4 separate regions of the Mus musculus genome follow, and all the other regions are linked to region 4. A link is a contact called in public promoter capture Hi-C data. All regions are on one chromosome and are shown on one strand. Each heading gives the region's core, a stretch centred on a gene start, on an enhancer-like site or on the middle of the called end of the contact. The rest is flanking DNA. Distances are from core to core; before and after follow the strand shown.

Region 1 (2,947 bases), core at 393-2,892, 700 kb before region 4:
CCATACTTTTATAGCAAACACTTTCTTGACTGAGTCGCCTCCCCAGTCCCACAGCCGGTTTTGAACCCTGGTCAGATCGCACATCTGGGATGACCTGAGGTCAGAGTTGCTTCTTTCCACCATCTTAAACAAAAGGACAGCACCCAAAAGTTTCCCAGTACTAAGGTCTTGCACAGTACATGGAAGACAGCTGTGAATCCAGTCTTCCAACAGATCCCCCAAAAGTCAAAAATATCACCAGGAAACGGCCTGATACTGCTGGGGTAAGAGAGTCTCGTGATTACGTGAGCCCACCAACCAGCCGCTTACCACCATCCCTGATGGCTGGATGCCTGTCTGCCTTGATGGCTACTCAGACTCAGCCTGGCACTAGGGGTGCAACAGAGGTTATTTTAAGATATTATTTGGGTAAAGGCAAAGAGAAAAGGTGCTGTTTAAGGGGTTCCCATAAGCCCCAGGAATGGTATGAATGGTTTAAAGTGTCCAACGATCTTGTCAGTACCCTACGTTCAGAGACCTGCTTGGAGACCTGCTTCCCCCCTTTGCAGCTGCCAGACTTTCCCCTTTAACTGTAGAGAGTGGAATTTTTCTCACTCCCTTACAACCAAATGCACTACTAGGTACATAAGTGAGAGACACCATTGAAATAAAATAAGAGACCTCTGCAGGTCAAGGGGAAGACTTTGGGAGTCTCACTGTGTAACCCCCTGATAGTCTGGGACATGCTACGTAGAGCAGGATGCACTCAAACTCAAAGAGATCCTCCTGCCTCTGCCTCTCAAGTGCTGCCGTTAAAGACATTCAGGGTCCTCACCTGCCACACCATGGTTTTCTCGGTTTTCTCGAGGAAGGATCCAGATGCCCTTCGCTAGAGATCAAACTGACACAAACATGAGCTACCCTGCAGATTCCCCTGGAGACGTTTCAGTGTGCTTCCCGGGGCAGTTAGAGGACCTCAGAGATCATCTTGTTTGGATACGATGTAACATCTGTACCTGCAGCCCTTGTGATGTACCTAGGAGACTGATGTGGCTACAAAGTCTATTTGGTTCTCTTTTTTTTGGGGGGGGGGGTGGCGGGCTTCAAGACAGGGTTTCTCTGTGTATCCTTGGCTGTCCTGGAACTCACTCTGTAGACCAGGCTGGCCTTGAGCTCAGAAATCTGAAGAGACATGCCCTGTTCCAGCCCTGAACTGACTGCCTTAAAAATTTTTTTTTCTGGTCAATTCTGTCCCCCAAATCCACTTGTTCTAGGCCAAATGACTGAGAAGCAAGAGAGAAGGAAAAGCAAAGAAGGAAACAGCTGTCAATAGGACCATCTCTCACCTTTGCATCTGAGGGTTTTTTTTTTCATTATACATATGTCTAGGTTAAAAAAAATGATGTATCATCCCACAACTTATTAAAAAGAAGGGGGGAGTTGGTGGTGCTGGTGGTAGAGAAGGAGGAGGGGGAGAAGGAGAAGGGGAGGAGGGGAGGAAAGGGTAGAGGAGGAGGAGGAGAAAGAGGAAAGAGATGTATAGAAAGAGTATCCACAACACACGTGAAGCCAGTCACAGGCGCCACTCAGTCTGCAGCTGGCCCAAGTTTATCTCTGACCATCCCCCCGGCAGTTTGAAACATTACAGTTCACTGATAACCAGAAATGACTAAGCGCTAAGGCTGCTCAAATATCACCCCTGTAGCACCAATAAAAAACCCATAACTCCTGGCCTGGCAGAGAACTGTGGCCAGCACGCTGAGGAAGGGATGGTTATATTACCCAACCACGGGTTACAAATGGCTTTGTAATCAGTATCTTCCATACCCAGCTTAGCCCGAGTGGCCCTCAAGCCAGCACAGCCCCGTGGCAGACCAGAGGCCTTCCACTTCCTGGAAAGTGGATGTCTGAGAATTGATCATTCCTGGAGCTAGCTCTCTCAGAGCTCCGTTCCGTCTCCATTCAACCTGATGCTAACGACAGCAGGGTCTGGCTGGCCCCACTTCTACCATAAGTAAGAGAGTCACAGGGCAATGAGAATTTCTCAAGGAATCTGAAGGCCCCCTTCCCCAAACTAGGAAAGGGGCCACATGGCAGCTGGGACAAAGATTGCTGTAATTTTAAAAATGATTTTTATCATTATTTTTATATTATGTGTATGATGAAGGGGTGGTTTTATGTGTACAATTTTATGTGTACGATGAAGGGATGGTTATTTTACGTGTATGAATGTTTGCCTGTATGTGGCTATGCGCAACACATGCATGCAGTACCCAAGGAGGCCAGAAGAGGGCATCAGATTCCCCCTGGATCTGGAGATTAATATGGTTGTGTGCCAACTGAGAGCCAGAAACCCAACCCAGATCCTCTGTGAAAACAGCCAGTGTTTTTAACCACTGAGCCATCTCTCTGGCCCACATTGTTACTGTTTTAAAGAGTGGTGCCTAGGAGACAAACAAACGTAATTAATTTTTAAATCTAGGGCTAAAATGAGATGTGCAGATAGCCACTCCCATTGACCCAGGCCCAAGGGCTGATTGAGTACCTGGGTGAATCTGTCCTATGGCTTTGTTCCATGCTACCAGCAGACAACCAGTCAGTGATATTACTCAGTGGCTAAAAAGGATGGTCTCTCTCTCTCTCTCTCTCTCTCCCTCCCTCCCCCCTCTCTTTCTTTCTTTCTTTCTTTCTTTCTTTCTTTCTTTCTTTCTAAATTGGTGTCATGTGGATAGTAAGATGCACACATTCTAACAGAATGTTGTGTGTGTACATGTTTGTGCATGCAGCAGCCAGACAATCGTTGGTGAAGAGCGTTCCTGTGTCCTGGTGTCCCCATCCCCTTCCCACACTCAGTCAGTCAATCCCCTCAGCCTTTTGCTCCGACAGAAGTATTATCTGAACGTCTAGCGCTGTAGATTTGTGGTATCTGGTTTTAGAAGTTAAATAAACGTATTCACAGCCAGGGTAC
Region 2 (3,033 bases), core at 151-2,650, 820 kb before region 4:
AGGTCTGCAAGAGCCAGGCTGCCTATCAGTAGGAACATGGGGGCTCGCAGGCTGGGGCTGTGGAAGATGATAAGGACCACAACGGCATTTTCACAGCAGATGAGGGTTCCTGAGCTGCACAAGACAATGTCCCAGGGGTTGACAACGAGCTCGGGTTCTGACTCCGCAACAGAGCCCTGGGAGGGGACAGCGGCTGAGATGTTCTCTGGAGCACCGGCATCTATACAGTCCCGAGGCAGCCCGCTTAAATTGACCTTCGGGTCTTCGTTCATTTTAACCCCTGTCCTCTTCAACGGAAAGACAGGCTTTTTAATGTTTGGGTACAGTAGGGTGCCAATCCAAGATCATGCAAAACACACAGAGAAAGACAGACAACCCTGGGCTCAGCTATCAGTGTCAAAATGCCACGAGCTTCAGGAATTAAAAACAAAAGCTAAAGTCTGCAACCGAAATGCTGTTTGTCTCTGAGGGAAACACGGATCAGGACTCCCGAGGCGGCACATGCACACTCGCACACTTGCCAAAACGCTGAAAACCGACATTGGCTAATTGCATCTCCCATGCCGAAAACCAACAACTGTTTGACATCTGGGCTGCTGAGAGAGCACCGCCCAGCAGCCACAAGTCTGCAGGAGGGTGGAATATTTTAAGGGCCCCAAACTCCCACCCTTCCCAAACATACCTCACGCGCGAGCACACCCCCAAACACACCTCCAGACTCAAACAAAGGGGTGGGGTCCCAGTCTCTCCCATGTGCACCGCTCAGAGTGCAAGGGCTACAAAAAAGGTAGGTGTGTACCACAGAGGTGCCCAGACAGACAGAGAGAAAGATATGCATGCATTTGGCACCGCTCCCCTAGCAGCGGGGACGCGCAGCCTGCGGGGCAGGGGGTTACCGGGGGTCACCTTGGCACGCCCTGGCCGAGGGGTGGCTCCTTCAGTGCTGCCGAATAGCTCGGGCCACCCGCGTGGCACGTCCGTGGTGGCGCCCGCGGCAGGTGAGCTGCGGTGCTCGCGCCCGGCTCTCCGCCCTCCGCGCTCCCCGCCGGGCGCGCATCCGCGGGAACCCCACGAGGCTGCGCGCGCCCCCGCAGGTCGCAGCTGCGTGAGGGGCGGGAGCCCGCCACCGTGGACGCCCGCCTGCAACAGTCATGCGAAGACCCACTCGAACGGCCGGAGAGTCTGGCGACCTACTTTGATCCTGTGGCTTCCCCGAGGCGCCCTTGACCCTGGGGCTCGGCTTCTTATGCTTTCCCCTAAAGAATTGTAAACGGCCGGGTTTTCGGGATGAACAGGAGGAATGCGGGGTAAGCAGGTTAGGGCTGGCGGAGGAGACTTACAACAGCAAGCGACTCCCTCTCTTAGATTGCAGTTGGCCGGTCTGCAAATTATTGTTCCCTTGGGGACGTTCGCTTAACTGGATAGGAGCTGCTGCTACTTAGATCGCCCAGCTGCACTTATTAGGCACTCTCGGAGCCGTTCGCGAGTGGAAATCATTTAGGGCATTCTTGCAAAAGCTTCCTTCAGGCACTGGCCCAAACCCAATTCATTTAAGTACCCAAGTGACACTTATTAATTTATTGTTTCCTGTACCTCATCCGCGGAGTCTAGGGTTAAGATCCTGAAGGTTGCCTGCCGGAAAAGGACTAGCCTGTGTCTCTCATCCTGGAACCGGATCAGATCTTAAATTTAATCACGCTCTCCAGCCTAAAGGTGGGAGGAGAAAAGTCCTATTTCCGTGTGACCTCAATGTTGTGCAAGGCAAAGGATCCTGAGGACCCTTCATATGGGGTTATCATCAGATGCATCTGCCTCCCCTGTGTCTCACTGAAATTCCTACTCCAGCCTACCAGGCTCCAAGTCTTAGATCTCTTTTTACCCCATGTTCCCCCACCCCAGCCCCAGCCCCGCGCGCATCCATCAGCAGCTGTCTCTACCGTGTCATGCTCCTGGTACCAAAACCCTCCCTTCACCTCCCTGGTTACAACCTTCCTCTAGCCGCCCCTTCCCCCTTTCTCACTAAGGCAACACACTAAACCCGGTGTGACCTTGCCATAATGCAGCAGATCCGTTCCGCCCAACCTGAGCTCTCACACTGCTTCTGAACTCTCTCCCTGGACATTCTGCTTTGGGACACGTGGAGCTGTTGAGTTTTCTGCTGAGTCTTCTCATGTCCCCCAAAAGGCTCCAGGACTCTTTCTGAGTCCTGTATTCCCTGCGGCAACACTTCTGAAACTTGACTTAGAAACCAGCAGTTCTGGGGTTGGGGTCCCGGCGTCAGTCCCAAGATGCTGGTGATGCCGACCTGCGGGTCACACTTTAAGAAACGAGGTTCTATGGAGTTTAATAGTCGTGTGTATGGAAAGGAGACATCACTTGCGTCAAGGACCGTTTGAAAGCCTGCGTGAACAAATTCACGAAGACATTATCTTAGCACTCACAGACACACCCTGGACCAGTGGTAAGACAAAAATCAACATTATCCCAGGTAGCAGGTACTGCTGTGAAGGGATGCTCCTGTCTCTTTTCATTTCTTTGTAATAAGCGGAAGCATTTTTAGAACAGAGCAATGGGAAATGAGCAATGTGGGGCTGGAGAGGTGGCTCAGTGGTTACATGCTCTGACTGCTCTTGCAGTGGACCTGGGTTCAGTTCCAGGCGCGTATAAGGTGACTCACAACCATCTGCAACTCCAGTTCCAGGGAATACGACGCCCTCTTCTGGCCTCCTGGAGCATTACATGCACAAGGTACACACAATACAAGCAAACACTTAATATACATAAAATAAACAGGTTGTTTAAAAAAAAAGCGGTCAATGGTTTCATATACACAAAAGCAGTTTAACAAAAGACAGCTCAAACCAACTGGTTAAATTTTAGGAGCCTCTCATTGGTTGTACAGTTCTGGAAAAGCAAATTCACAGGACAAGCTGGATGCCCTTCAAGCCAATGGCAACAGCATGCACTTGGACCTTACTGGCTTAATTTACTCAGCCATGGAGTTTGTCCAAGTTTTCCCCAGAGCTAAGGGTG
Region 3 (3,088 bases), core at 154-2,653, 720 kb before region 4:
CTCAAGTCAACACTGAAGCTTGCCAAAAAGAGAAAAAAACTCCCATTGCCCGGCTGTGAGAGGAACCTGTCAAGACAGGTGAGACAGCACCATCTTGGGAAATCCTGTGACTCTTAAGGACACTTTTTTGTGTCAGGACCCTCCTTAATCATAGTTTAGCCATTTTCTTTTCACTAGCTCAGTATTACTGGGCCACAAAGGAAAGCATCTCTGTAGCAAGCAGCGGCCCCAGATTAAGTGTCAGGAAACTGAGCATTGGATACGGTAGTCTTTATGTACCCAGGACCCCCTAAGGTAATCTGGAGTTACGGTGGGGAGATGCCCTTGAGCCGCTGGCCTAGCAGTGAGCACCAGGCAAGCCCCCTGCATGTGCAGTCACGCCGCAACCACGCACCGTTCTAAAGTAGAAAGAAAAGAAGGCAGGAGCTCACAGGGCTTTGTGCATCCACATGGCACATCCCACCGTCTCCTCGCTCAGCCGGCAGCAGCATCCATGGAAGATACTGGTACTGCCAAGGCATTAATGATGCTGTAAAATAATAAGCTAGAGGCTGCTCCCGCACGAGCGAGCCCTTGATAAAAGGGAGATTTACAGCCACATCCATCAACTTAATTATCTTTTACTAGGGTTTAAACTTAGTTGTAATACTAATCTGTATTTAGTACGGTTTACGGGATCTACGGACACTTTACAATCTTCCCCTATTCACAAGTGTCAAATTATGGCAATATTGATAAAACAGAGAGACAGCGGGAGCGGGGAGGGTGGCAGGCCCAACTAGCTCATAGACTTTTTACAGCTCTGTAAAAGAAGGAAAGAAAACCTACCACTCTCTGATTTAAGGATGCAACCGTGTGGCCAATAATCAGGGCTGATAGTGTTTCAGAAGCAATTTCATAGATAATTAGCCTCCTCCAGCACCCACCCCACCCAATCCCAAGAGCAGTCTCCCTGGACTGGACCACAGGAAGCTGGTTCCATGAAGTCTGAACTCCGCTGCCTCTGTTCTTGCAGGCTATTTCCTTTAGACCAGGATGGGTCTGGGAGCCTTCTGTGGTCCCTCTACACAGAAGCGCACCATTCTCTGCCTTCCTACTACTTGAGAGGGTGAGGGTCTAGGTTCTCAACCTGTGGGTCACGACCCTTTCAAATGGGTCACATATGAGATATCCTGTAAAGCAGATATTTGCATTGAGATTCATAACAGTAGCAAAATTACAGTTATAAAGCAGCAACAACGGAATTAATTTTATGGTTGGGGGGGAGGGGGGGGTCACCACAACATGCGGAACCGTATTAAAGGGTCGCAGCATCAGGACAGCTGAAAACCACTGGTTCAGGGGACCCTGGAGGGAAGTGTGTTCTGTGTTTTCGGGGGCAGGAAAGAGGAACCAGTAGACCGTCTGTCCCTGGGGACCCTGGCTCTGCACTGTGGCCCACAGCTGTGCAGCTGTGTTGGGGAAGGGCCTCGGGTCCAGTGTTTGTGCTCCTGAGCTCAACACTTGACTCTTGAAAGGAGTCATGGCCTCCACATGAGGATCTCCTGACCCTCCAGTCTCTACCTCTCAAGTGCTGGGGTTCCACGCGTGTGTGCCACCACACCCAGCTCCTACATCTTTCAGGGGCACCAACCTCTCTCTGTCTAGACCAAGAGTTTGTTCCCGATGCCCTCTAAGCAGTGGGCAGTGTTAAGATTCTCTACCTGGAGCATACAGTCAGTCTTGACAGTTTCTTACTTGTGTTGCCTGGCACACAGTAAGTGCTCCAAAAAGGGAGACACACAGAGCGGGGAGGAGCCAGCCTTGCTGAAGGCTCAAGGAAGACACAGCAGAGAAAACTCAGGGTGCTCAGGGCTCAGGGGCACCTTGGGGTGGGGTGAAGGGAGTGAGTGTGGGAAGTGCAACACAGAAAACTGCAGGGTTCCTGGGCACCTACTGTGTGACCTTCCTAGGACTAAAAAAAGGGGAGTCTGCTGAGGCAGCCTTGGTGCTTAAACACCCCTCACTTCCTCCAAATTATTGCCTCAATAGGCAGGTGTCTCATGGTCCATGTCTGACTGTGCCCTGTGTCTGTACTGTCTACCCCCATGCCCACTCCTGTCCCTGTAATGTAAGCAGGCCAACTGGGTTAAAAGGATGGAGGGGGGATTTTTTTTTCTTAAAATAAAGAAAGAAAGGAAAGGAAAAGAGAAGAGAAGAATAACAAAACCATTTTTAAAGGCTTCTAGCAATAACGGGAGTTCCCAGTGTTCAATTGTAATGACACAAATTAAAAGGGCATTGTCAACGATTGTTAGGGCAGTTGTAGCAAAGTCAACAATGGCAAGAAGTAAAGTCAATACAATTTCTCTACCTGAAAATATAAACGCTCTCGAAATGATTTATTTGGCCATAAATTATTTTCATGCACTCTTTCTCTTTTTTCTTCCCCCTCAACCCTCCCCCTCCCCTCCACAGAACCTGCTTTCAAATGAATGTCATTTGCCCCAGCAGAATGGAGACTGACTAAAGGGCTCAGGTATTTTTTTAAATTCCAGGAAAAAAAATCACTGAAGGTATAGATACACTGATGTCTTGAAAAGATACCCTTCGTGTTTTACATCCTAAAATGTTGACAAAGAGGGGGAAATTCACTGTCAACTTGGAGGGGCCAGAATTACCAGGAAGGCCCAGTGGTCTCTATGGCTGATGGTAAGAGGCTGCAGGTAAGGGAGGTGGGAGGCTTCAGATCTAGTCAGTTCTGTTTGCTTGAGTGCATGCAGGCAAGAAGTCAGTACAGGACCTGCTGTGTCTTATCCACCCTATCTTATCAGGTGGTAAATCTGTCCTTTGATCCTGGCAACAATGTGGAAAGTTGGGGGACAGCTGCCACCGCCCTAGTCAGCAGTGCCTCAGCAATGGCCATAAAACGTTTATGAAACCTGTAATAAACCGGACAGATAAGGAAGAGGGCTTCAGATTTCAGAAGTCAGCAGATCCACGGAAAATGCCCTCTTCTGCCTCCGAGGTCCCTTTATTTGAAAAGCAAACACAAACCATCAATTCCCTTCGGCCATAAAGCCTCTAAGCAAAGAGTTTCACCAAACCC
Region 4 (2,936 bases), core at 89-2,588:
AGAGCCTGAAAAGAAAAGCACGCCACGCCATGCGTTTGAGATGTCCCTGTGCATCAACTCGCTTAAGAAAGGTACAGCGTTCTCCCCATCCTTTTCCTTTATAGCCTACATTTTTTAATTTTATCATCTTTTTTTTTAAAGTAATTGGAAACCGTTTCTGCTCATTTAATGTTGCAAAATGTTTTCTCTATTTGTCACGGAAGGTTCAAGCCAGAATCCTAAATGTTGGAAATGAAGGGGAAATAGGCCACTGGGCAGACTGAGGCCAAGCCAGGAGTGCCTCAGAAGGCTGCAAAACTAGGGCAGGGCCTGATCTCCCCCCACCCCCACCCCCGACTTCTAGAACTGTCTCCAACTCCAACTCAATCCAACCCCCTTGTCTTCCCAAACAGAAAGCTGACGCGAGACCGATTAGAACTGGGCAGAATGGGGACTTTCCCCCCTATAGTTAGTTACTATTTTCAATCACAGCTATGCTTCTACCCGAACAGGCAACTTGGGAGAGTAGTCCTAGGAGTCCTTGAAAGTGTCACTAGGGTTTAATCCTAAAATAAGAAAAGTATGGAGAGGGGAAGGGTAGCTAGTTTTTAAATTTATAAATCTGTTTTGCATAGTATTTCCAAAGTAACTAGCCACTGAGTGAAGCGAAAATTGGTACAGGTGGGGGTCGTTAGCAGGGATGACCGCTCTAGCAGAGGATGCTCGCAGTTTTCCCATTAGTTTGCTCTGTCAGCCTACATCTCAAAGAGGTGAGAACGCACCGGCTCGAGAATCTATAGTACCCAGAGGTCGGGTCAGGGAGTCTCGGGCCACCTGCGCTGCTGAAGAAGACTCTCAGAGGCTGACGGAGCATCCAAGCCCAAGCCCAGGCGCGGTGGCCTGGGGACTGAGCTGCAGAGGAGCGCTGCGGAGGAGGGTGAGGGCAGGGGTGGGCAAACCAAAGCCAAGTTCACCGCTTGAAAGGGGGGACGTGAAAGAGGGGAGTGATGCGGCGGCGAGGGGAGCGCGCGGTGGGTATGAGGGAGTGATGCGCGCTCGGCCGGGGTGCAGAGGGGGTGAGGGGCCTTACCAAGCAGCAGCAGCCGCCGGTCGCTGCGCTGCGCCAACGCCCGCATGGCCTCCGGAGCGCGCGGTAGCCAGGCCGCCGGCCCAGCCTGTGATGCGGTCCCAGCGGCGCGCCCCGGGCTGCAGGTGGCTCGCTGAAGGATGCGCGTCACTGACCACAGATTCCCTCGGACTGGTGCAGAGCAGAGGGGGAGGAACCTCTCTCCAGAGGCCGCGGCCGCTCGCTGCTAGGCGGGCTGAACTGGCGCAGTGCTGCAGCCGATCCCACGTGCCCGCCGTGGTCCCCAGCCTGCGCTCCTGGCACCGGGACTGCGGCAGGGGAGACTGGGTGCGGTTCGGCTGGGGAAGTTGCCTGGACTCCGTGGTTGAGTCCCCGGACCTCTGCTTTAAACTCCTAAGGGTGAGAAGAGTGGTGACACACAGACCTCCTTCTTCATGCGCGGGGATCTTTGATGTCCCGTGATGGGCACTGAATCGGTGCCATACACTGGTAACCCCGTGAGTTTTATTCCACATCTGGTAGATCTGCATTGTGGACTGATTTTCTTTGTCTCCCTGTCCTTTCTTATAGGATGTCCAAGATTCCCATCCACCTCCGACCCAGAAAAGCAGACGCGGTTTCAAGGTCAATAAATTAGAGAGGTTAAACAGACACCCAAACAAATTAGACCGTGCACCTCAAAGGATGTTTGGAGTTGTCACCTCCTAGTTCTGGCTTTTAGTCTCATAGTGTCTCTAGGTAACAATTATTTCCCGTGCATCAAGCTGAATATTGAAAGCACAGGATAGCAGCCCTGGCTTCCCCATGAAGGAACCCTCCTGAGCCATTTGTCCTCTGTGTCCTAGTTCTCTCCCCATAATGACGTCAGTAATATCGCTCCATCACAGCAGTCCTCCGCTCCTCATTCTTTTCATCGTTTTTCTCTTCAGGCATGACCCCTGAGAGCATACAAGCACACTAACAACACTGTTTCTCCTCCACTCAGTCCACAGCACTATCAGCCTTCCCGCTAGGGGAAACTTCAAAGTGACGTCCTCCGGGCAGCCACTGTGGAAAATGACATGGGCTTGGTGCTTTAGGCATTTTAAGGTCAGGTGCCCGACGCATGGATTCCACTTCTGGAATTGCAACAGGAGCATGAAGAAACATTCCAACATTCCTGCACACCACAGTGAGACTGTCCACTGATCAGCGGCCAGACGGAGAAATATACATATGTAAAGCAGCACATTTCATCTTTAATAGGGAGGGCAATTCCCACACAGCTACCTCTCCAGCCTATTCATGGATCTTTTTTTTTTTTTAATCATCTGATAGCTTTGTGGGGCTAGAGATGTAGCTCACCGGTAGATTGCTAGCTTAGCTCTTGCAAGGCCCGGGGTTATATCATCAGCAAGAAAAAAAGTAAAAGAAAAAGAAGAAGAAAAAGAAAAAGGGAAAGAAAAAGAAACACAGACCCAAAACCTTCCAGGTGTGGAGAGTTCACTCTCCGAGACATGTGGTGCTCAGGCTGCTGAGATGTGTATCTGTGGTTATCGGTTATTCATCTGGAACCAGAAGACAAAGCTTAGGTCCAGCCCATCCCAGGACAGTTCTCAGAGGCCAGCCTTCACTTGGGAGATCACTTCTTCAAACCAGGTTTTTGTTTGCTTAGTTTGCTTTTAGGCTTTCCCCTTTAATAAAATGGAAAGAGAAGACACCAACGCTAAGATCTTCCAGTCCTGGTACATTTGCAATTACAATAATTGACTTAAAAAAATTTCTAGAGCTGGGTTTGTTGCTATACACCCATAATGCCATGAGGCGGAGGCAGGTAGAGCATTAGTCAGCCTGGGCTACATAGCAAGACCCTATCTTAAAAAAAAGGGCC

What was found. Promoter capture Hi-C pulls out the DNA fragments that hold promoters and counts their contacts.
Region 1: a promoter capture Hi-C map of hippocampal neurons shows a contact between it and region 4, with 5 times the contacts expected there. The contact joins the promoter of 4930573C15Rik here to the promoter of Flt3 in region 4. A contact is called at or near these places in 6 of 39 promoter capture datasets (the 3T3-L1 cell line, cranial neural crest, hippocampal neurons and 2 more), 3 of 115 datasets of contacts at active chromatin or transcription factors (acute myeloid leukemia, large pre-B cells and pancreatic cancer cells) and 4 of 9 other capture datasets (adipose tissue, embryonic stem cells, liver and 1 more).
Region 2: a contact with region 4 is called in a promoter capture Hi-C map of pre-B cells. The contact joins the promoter of Gpr12 here to the promoter of Flt3 in region 4. A contact is called at or near these places in 4 of 39 promoter capture datasets (hippocampal neurons, liver and pre-B cells).
Region 3: a contact with region 4 is called in a promoter capture Hi-C map of pre-B cells, with 5 times the contacts expected there. The contact joins the enhancer-like site here to the promoter of Flt3 in region 4. A contact is called at or near these places in 6 of 39 promoter capture datasets (cranial neural crest, embryonic stem cells, hematopoietic stem and progenitor cells and 3 more), 2 of 484 Hi-C or Micro-C datasets (B cells and the HPC-7 cell line), 2 of 115 datasets of contacts at active chromatin or transcription factors (large pre-B cells and pancreatic cancer cells) and 3 of 9 other capture datasets (adipose tissue, liver and pancreatic islet).

Annotation. Positions count from the first base shown.
Region 1 is chr5:146,702,195-146,705,141 of GRCm38.p6, forward strand. 4930573C15Rik (a long non-coding RNA gene) reads left to right here and starts at 1,643. Exons shown (of 2, transcript XR_868703.2): 1 at 1,643-1,993.
Region 2 is chr5:146,583,839-146,586,871 of GRCm38.p6, forward strand. It overlaps Gpr12 (G-protein coupled receptor 12), which reads right to left and starts at 1,401. Exons shown (of 2, transcript NM_001359056.1): 1 at 907-1,401; 2 at 1-287. The coding sequence starts at 272. It overlaps Gm34333 (a long non-coding RNA gene), which reads right to left. Exons shown (of 4, transcript XR_377206.1): 4 at 2,778-3,033.
Region 3 is chr5:146,680,283-146,683,370 of GRCm38.p6, forward strand. No RefSeq gene overlaps it. Among named protein-coding and RNA genes, the nearest start is that of Gm34700, 19 kb to the right of the region's middle. Within about 2 kb of position 1,404, at least 51 of the 459 cell types and tissues checked have an H3K27ac peak or open chromatin away from gene starts, as enhancers often do. A contact at or near this core is called in B cells and pre-B cells, where this site is marked.
Region 4 is chr5:147,399,151-147,402,086 of GRCm38.p6, forward strand. It overlaps Flt3 (FMS-like tyrosine kinase 3), which reads right to left and starts at 1,339. Exons shown (of 24, transcript NM_010229.2): 1 at 1,070-1,339. The coding sequence starts at 1,115. It overlaps Gm26597 (predicted gene, 26597), which reads left to right and starts at 404. Exons shown (of 2, transcript NR_165432.1): 1 at 404-749; 2 at 1,637-2,769.